Linked DNA regions of Mus musculus: region 1 is linked to region 2. Evidence: chromatin contacts called from public HiChIP or PLAC-seq data. All regions are on one chromosome and are shown on one strand. Each heading gives the region's core, a stretch centred on a gene start, on an enhancer-like site or on the middle of the called end of the contact. The rest is flanking DNA. Distances are from core to core; before and after follow the strand shown.

Region 1 (3,329 bases), core at 709-3,208, 94 kb after region 2:
TTTGCTATTACTACTGTTATTGTTATGCTCTTCTGATACAAAATGTATTTTATAATCATCTTTTTAAGCCGCTCTGCTACTTTGGCATCTGCCTTCTGAAAGATAAACTGCTTCTTACCATCTTTATTTAAGGTTATGCATTTGCACTTTAGTACCCTTTCCAGAGATAAACGCTCAAGGATCTGACAGTTTTAAGGATGTTATTGGTAACAGGTCTAGCTCTGATGCTGGGAGGTGAGATCATCTGTCTCACATGAGATTCTAGAGAGGATGGGGGTGGGGGGGACGGTTGCTCCCTGTACTGATATGTGGATCTGACTTTATAGAACATTGCTCTGTGAGTTCTGTTCTGGTACATTTAATCCTCCCGACAGATCTGACTCAAAGCCTTCCTTAGTGGAAGGACCAAATAAATGCTCTGCCCCTGGTGACACACTGTTGCTTTAAAGATCCGCATGGAAACCTTCAGAGTTCATTTTGCATGTGGATGGGTGGTACTTGCATGCCCTTCACATTAATATGGGCCTCACGTTTGCCACACAGAAGTGCTCTCCATTTGAGACTACTACCTGTAGCTATCCAAAGAATTTAACTAATGTGTAGCCTTCTTTTCATTGTTGTATCAGCAATAGTCATTTTGGTCCCTAAACAGATCTGGCCAAGTGACCACTCTCTCCTGTCACTTTTCCTGAAATGGAAATGTATTTTTTTTTAAGGCTTCCATTTCTTCATCATTTATCTTGGCTGCCTGGGATAATACACCAATGGAGCAATTACCCCTTGGACTGATTCATGAGACTCTGGGAGAGGGGGAGAGCATGTGCATATGTGTGGAGATATGCACACGCTAGCATGGAAAGCACATCATGGCTCAGAGGCTCAATGGCATGGAAAATATTTTTGGAGACAATGTCTCCTTATGTAGCCCAGGCTTACCTCAGGCTCTCTAGCGATTCCCTTGTTTCAGTCTCCAGATTCCAAGCATGCACCACCATGCCTGGCTGGCATGGCTCTTGAAGGCCTTGGGCTCTTTGTTGAAAATAATCTGTAAACAAAGGATACAAAAAGTGTTTGTGGATTTAGCTCAGTGGTAGAGTGCTTAATGCTGGTCTCTGTTCTTCCCTTTGGGGGAAAACACACACAAAGCAAAACCAGAAGAGCTCATTTGGCTTCCTGGTGATCTGTTATTTAAGGTCTATGCAAAAGCTGCGGTTTTGCTGGTAGAAAGGAGGAGGCCTTTTTCCTTTCAAATGTGAATTTTCCTGTAGCTAACTAGATATCTGAAAATGTGGCATTTTGTGTCAGATTCTCCTTGATCTGTTTAAAATCCCATGTTGATCTCACCGGAAGAGCTAGCTTTTATGGACTGACAGGGGAAGAGTTAACAGGAGGTATCAATGTTGTGTGGAAGGTATTGGTTATCACCAGAGCTGATCTTTCCTAAGGAAAATGAGAAGCTGGAAGTGAGGGCGTAGGAAAGAGAGTCACTTCATAGCATGCACACCTGCATATATATCTGGGTATGCATCTGCACTTCTTCCAGAGGCCTCCGTTCTGAGACCTTGTAACTAATAGCCCTGGCCATATTTTTAGGATGCTTTTATGCCTGTGTTAGGTTGATGGTGTATAATGTGTTATTCTTGCTCATTCATTAGTGAGTAGTCCTGCCAGCCTAGGGATACAACTGTGGAAGGGGATAGAAAGCAGCTCTCTGGAGGGTTGTAGCTATTGCACATCTGTGCTTTGTGTGTGTGTGTGTGTGTGTGTGTGTGTGTGTGTAAGTCATTGACAAAATTGGTATTTAGAATTGTTCTTCTATTATATATAACCCTTGAAACCCCTGTGCCCTGTCCCCAATACGTTAACACTACGTAGAGTGACAAGTATCCCACCACACTCATACTGGATTTCCACCCAAGTCAGTCCCTAAAAGACACTTGATATGGGTTTGAAGTGGTGGTACCACCTGGTGGCTTTCTGAGGAAACTTCTCCTCTTGCTCACCTTTGAGGCTGCCTTTGGCTCCCCAGACCCTGTGTTCGTTCTCATTTCATCCACCTCAGACCCACAGCTTCTCATTGTAGGCAAACATTCCCTTCAGCCCTCTGCTTTCTTGTCTAAGATTTGCTAATTGGACTCAGAATCTGTTTCATGATCTGAACTGGAACTTTAAGGGTTCTCTGGAAAGTCAGTTGTGTTGGATGGTGTTTTGCTGGGGCAAACATGTGAAGGAGTGTTTTCCTGAAGTGGACACAGGTGAAAGACTAAGGCAGCCCGGTGAAGGAACGTTTCACTGAAACAGAACACCACCAACATAACTGACTTTCCAGAGAGCTCTTAAGTTTCCATGTCAATGATCCTTGCTTTATTCTCCACTAACCAGGTTTTTCTTCAATTAGGAATTATATATAGCCAGAATCTTAGAATCTTGGCACTTGGGAGGCAGAGGCAGGTGATCAATCTCTCTCTCTCTCTCTCTCTCTCTCTCTCTCTCTCTCTCTCTCTCTCTCTGTGTGTGTGTGTGTGTGTGTGTGTGTATGTGTGTGTGTGTCTGTCTCTGTCTGTGTCTGTGTCTGTCTCTTTGTCTCTGTCTCTGTCTCTCTGTCTGTCTCTGTCTCTCTCTCTCTCTCTCTGTGTATGTGTATGTGTGTTTCCATGTTTTGTAACAAGATCTCACAATGTAGTCCAGCTGGCCTAGAATTTACTGTGCAGCCCATGCTGGTTTTGAACTTCTGATAGTCCTCTTCCCTCAACCTTCTGAGTGCTGGCATTACAGGCATGAGGTACCACACCCAGCTCTTTTTGATAACTATTAAAAAACAGAGACACCTATAGGCATGATTTTTGGTGCAGATATTAATTGAGACAAAACAAAGCTTCATGCTGAAATCCCTATAGGCGAGCCAAAGCCTCCTCCTCATGGCTCCAAGTACTCTTAATTACTTCTTCACATCTTGTTGAACCTGTGTTTCCTCTAAGGAGCAATATTTTTTATTACTCATGTTGTTTTCAGTTGCCAGCAGGCGATGGAAAGGGAAAGGCCAGCTGTCTTTGCTAGCTTCATGTTGGCTGGTGAATTCTGCTTACAGCCTCTTCATGCCTGGTTCGAATCATCCCCAGTTTGAATGTTAGGGACCATGATTATTTTGATAAGTAAAAAATGTCTGGTGGTAGATCTCATGATTTTTTTGTTGTTTGGGCTTTGTTTGCTTGTTTTTGGTTTGCTTGATAAAATGGCTGATGTACCTTATTTCAGCTGGACCTGTGGGTTAGTCTGGGAACTTAATGACCGTGTACAACTTAGTTCCTGTGGGAAGATGCATTTAGACT
Region 2 (3,638 bases), core at 632-3,131:
ATCTATACAAGGTGCTGGTGGCCTGGGAGGCCAGGGTTCCTTGAGCGACAGGAATATTTTCAGTCAGGAAGTGGTGGGCCTTTTTCTCTGTTCTGTGTTGATTCACAACTCCCCCTCCCCTGCTGATGTCCAATTAGTCCTTTGAGCTGTTCTTGGGTCCATGACAGACCTCACTGTGTTCTAGAAGAAGCCATCCTGGCCTGTGCTCGATTCCCTCATGCTCAGAGTCCATACCCAGTGGCTCTGTCGTTGGGATCTGAGTTCTGAGCCCGTCTTCCTCAGAGAAGCTGCTGATAATTTCCTACCAGAGTCAGGCCTTGGGAATCATGTCTTTATTGACTTTGTGCCCTTACTTGTGTATTCATGAAGATCACAAAAAAAAAAAAAAACCCAAAACAAAAGAAAAAAACAAAAAACAAATGACGATCAGCTTGTGTGTGCAGAGCCTCATAGTTCCTGTGCCCTTGAGGCGGGGAAATTCAGGTCCCTAAGCCCCTAACCCCAGACTCTGGTGAGAAAGCACTGACTAGTGGGAACTTGACCTTCTGTAGGGAAGAAGCTGGTACAGAGTTTGTGAGTTGTAAGTAACAGAAACCAAGTGTCTCTTAATCAAAGACGGTGAATGATTCATGGAAAGGCTCTGGGGTGGCTTATGTGGTGGAAGAAGTGTAGGAAAAGTGGCAAGCAGGCTGCTTTCTGGGAGCTCTGGTGGAGCGTGCACTCTAGCCATCTCCAGCTGCTGTCACATTGCTGGCAGTCACTTAGCTTCTGTGCCCATGCATGGGCTGGCAGAGTATTGGACATGTCAGCTGCATTCTCATCAGGTTGGATCTCATGGGGGGGGGGCTTCTCCAAATGGCTTGCTTCCCTGGATGGGGAGAGTGGGGGCTCCCTGGGGGTACCTACATAGTCAACTACTTGAGCAAATACTACAGTTACAAGTTCCTAAATGTGGGTCACATAGTGTTTCCACTTTTATATTTAAAAGATAAATTTAGCTATAACATTTCGCATATGGAAGTGTACACTGTGAGATTTTTTAAAAATCTTTTTATAAGTTTATAGCATTGTGCAATTCTTCCCACAGTTTAAGATTAAAATGCTTCCATCACCCCAAAAGTTCCCGCATACCCACCTAATCAGTCCACATCCCTGGCTCCAGGCAACCATTCATCTATTTTCTGTCTCTTTAGATTTGACCAGAGGTTTTTATTTGTTCCTGATTGCTATAACTTCTGGATATCGTAGAAACTCTGCTACATGGGGGAAGGCAAGGAAGAAGCTCTTCCAGTGGTGCCCAAGTCTGTATCTGTCATTTGGAAGAGAGGCAATGCCAAATCTTGGTCATGGAACATTCTAGACCTCAGTTCTTCACCTGCAAAATTAGAAAATGTATTTGACAAGATGATATCTGATGTTATTTCTATCATCAGTAATCAGCAATTATGCTTTTCTTTTTCATGAGATCTTTTCTGGTGAAAATTACTTCTTGGTTTTCTATATTATCATCAAACAGGATGGAAAGAAAACTTTAAAATTAAAAAATGTATCCATCAGAATGAGCACAATGAAAAAAGTGTAAACCCGCAAGTATGTGACATTTCTACTTCTGAAATGATTAAAGCTTAAGCTGTAAAGTCACACCTCCTGAGACCTTTGTGACAACATGTGTATGTGTATAGAACAAAGGAAGTTCACTGGAAATTCCCATCCTCCTCCATGCTTCCTGGTTCATTCACATATGTATTGAGTCACAGAGGATGCTAGGTCAGGGAGCCAGAATCCTGGGATAAATAAAGGACTTTTACCAGATGAGGCTTGCAGGCTGCTTGGGGTAAGCCAGCATGAAATGCAGCTCTAAGTGGAGCAAAGATAGAGGAAGTTCAGGGGCAAGGGAGGAGGGGTTGAGCCCCACAGTGGGGGGGGGGGGGCTGTATCATTGCCTCTGTTCCCCATCTATCTGCTTGACAGCTGGCTTAGCCAACCTAACAGTTAAAAAACAAAACAAAACAAAACAACCCAAAACAAAAACCCACCCATTTTGGGGGGGAAGACATTCAGCAAGTTTGAAGGCAGAGATAGGGAAGGCTGAAGTGTTAGCATTTCTAAGCAGATCTCTTATCTCCCGCGGCTCTAGCTTTTCTTGTTAACTGTAGCTTTTGGCTTTTTTCTGCAGACAATAGTTACAGCAAACTTGTGGAGGCTGGCTTTTTGGCACAGCAGGCAACTGGAGGGCGGTGTTTTTTTCTGATGGGGAGACATTTTTAAATTTTGTAATTTATAGTGTCTTTAAGTATGGGATTTTGTTTACTTTTGTCCTAATTACACCTCTGAGATCCTTTACCTCATCTAGTGCTTTAATTTGGGGCTCATGCAGAGAAAGTTTCCCAAAGGGTACCATTTAAAAAGAAGTTGTAGGTAATGTTTTACCTTCATTTGCTAGAGTTACCTGCAGCTTCCTGTAGATGAGGATATGCGCTTGGAAGCACAGACTTGGGGTCTGGCCGTGTTTGTGTGATATGAGGTCTTTCCTGCTTTTTTTGCTAAGCATTATTCTAGACTGTTGCTATTCGATAGAAATATAATGCAAGCCACACTCATAATTTAAACTTTCTAGCAGCCACATTAACAAAGCTAAACTAGTTCAAATTAATTTCAATATTTATTTACTCCGGTAGGTCCAAAGTGTCATGCTATAGAGCAGTCCATTTGACAAAAAAAAAAAATGTTCAGCTTCTTTGTATTCTTTGCTATTGGAGTCTTAGAGCAAGAACCCTAGCTCCAGCAGTCCCACAGCCTAGGCTCAGGTACTTGTCTCAGTACTCCAATTCAAGAGATGAGCAATGGTGCTGAGCAGAGAAAGATTAAACTGAGGTGGCCTATTGGGAAGGAAAACAAATAAAGGGATCAAGTAGTTCCTAGTTTCTCTTTGGGGTACTGACATGAACTTTAGGTTTTACTAAAAGAAGGATTGTGCTAGGGACAAGAGGCTGCATTATTAGCAACCCTGGTCACATGGTCTGAGTGACCACAGTCTCAGTTCTGGTTCCAGTGGTGACCCAAAGAAGGCCACACTGCTTGATAGAGAAGGCTGGCTTTCAGCAGGTAATAACTTCTGTTCCATGGTACAGCCTTGCCACCACACACAATAGTTGCCATTTGGGGTGGGGGTGTGTCCTGTCCAGGGAGTTTTGGCTATTGCCACAATCCAAGATGACAACAGAGTCACAACAATGACTCAAACCTTTAGGTGCCTTTTCTGGTATGTGGGACAGGACGTTGTAAAATGCAGACAGTCAGATATCTCAGTGACTCCTATCTTCGTGCAGTTAGCCTTGAGCATTGAAAGGAAATGACATAGGTTAGGTGCTGTGGGTTTCTAGATACTCCTGAGTGATTAGCAAGCCTACGTGCAGAGGCAAACAGGTGATGCAGAGTAAAGGAGACAAAATAAAGGCAGATGGCCAGATTTTCATCCTGCTTTTAGCTTATCTGTGCACCCAAGTGAGGAGTCATTACTTTGCAACAGAAGCAGTTTCTAAGTGTCTGTTGTAGGGACCAGTGAGATGACTCAGTGGGTGAAGGTGCTTGCTGTCAAGCCTAATAATCACTGATCCCTGGGACCCACAGAGTAGAAG

What was found. HiChIP or PLAC-seq counts read pairs in DNA pulled down with a chosen protein or histone mark.
Region 1: a contact with region 2 is called in an H3K4me3 HiChIP or PLAC-seq map of pro-B cells, with 4 times the contacts expected there. The contact joins two enhancer-like sites. A contact is called at or near these places in 5 of 15 datasets of contacts at CTCF or cohesin (CD8 T cells, the NIH/3T3 cell line, large pre-B cells and 2 more), 20 of 484 Hi-C or Micro-C datasets (CD4 T cells, CD8 T cells, DN3 thymocytes and 14 more) and 11 of 115 datasets of contacts at active chromatin or transcription factors (the 230-238 cell line, CD8 T cells, DN3 thymocytes and 8 more).

What each region holds. Positions count from the first base shown.
Region 1 is chrX:159,768,008-159,771,336 of GRCm38.p6, forward strand. The region is part of intron 3 of Sh3kbp1 (SH3-domain kinase binding protein 1); the gene reads left to right. Among named protein-coding and RNA genes, the nearest start is that of Sh3kbp1, 140 kb to the left of the region's middle. Within about 2 kb of position 1,959, at least 29 of the 459 cell types and tissues checked have an H3K27ac peak or open chromatin away from gene starts, as enhancers often do. A contact at or near this core is called in CD8 T cells, the SCID.adh cell line, Th1 cells and 4 more, where this site is marked.
Region 2 is chrX:159,674,445-159,678,082 of GRCm38.p6, forward strand. All of the region lies in intron 1 of Sh3kbp1 (SH3-domain kinase binding protein 1), which reads left to right. Among named protein-coding and RNA genes, the nearest start is that of Sh3kbp1, 49 kb to the left of the region's middle. Within about 2 kb of position 1,882, at least 75 of the 459 cell types and tissues checked have an H3K27ac peak or open chromatin away from gene starts, as enhancers often do. A contact at or near this core is called in CD8 T cells, the SCID.adh cell line, Th1 cells and 4 more, where this site is marked.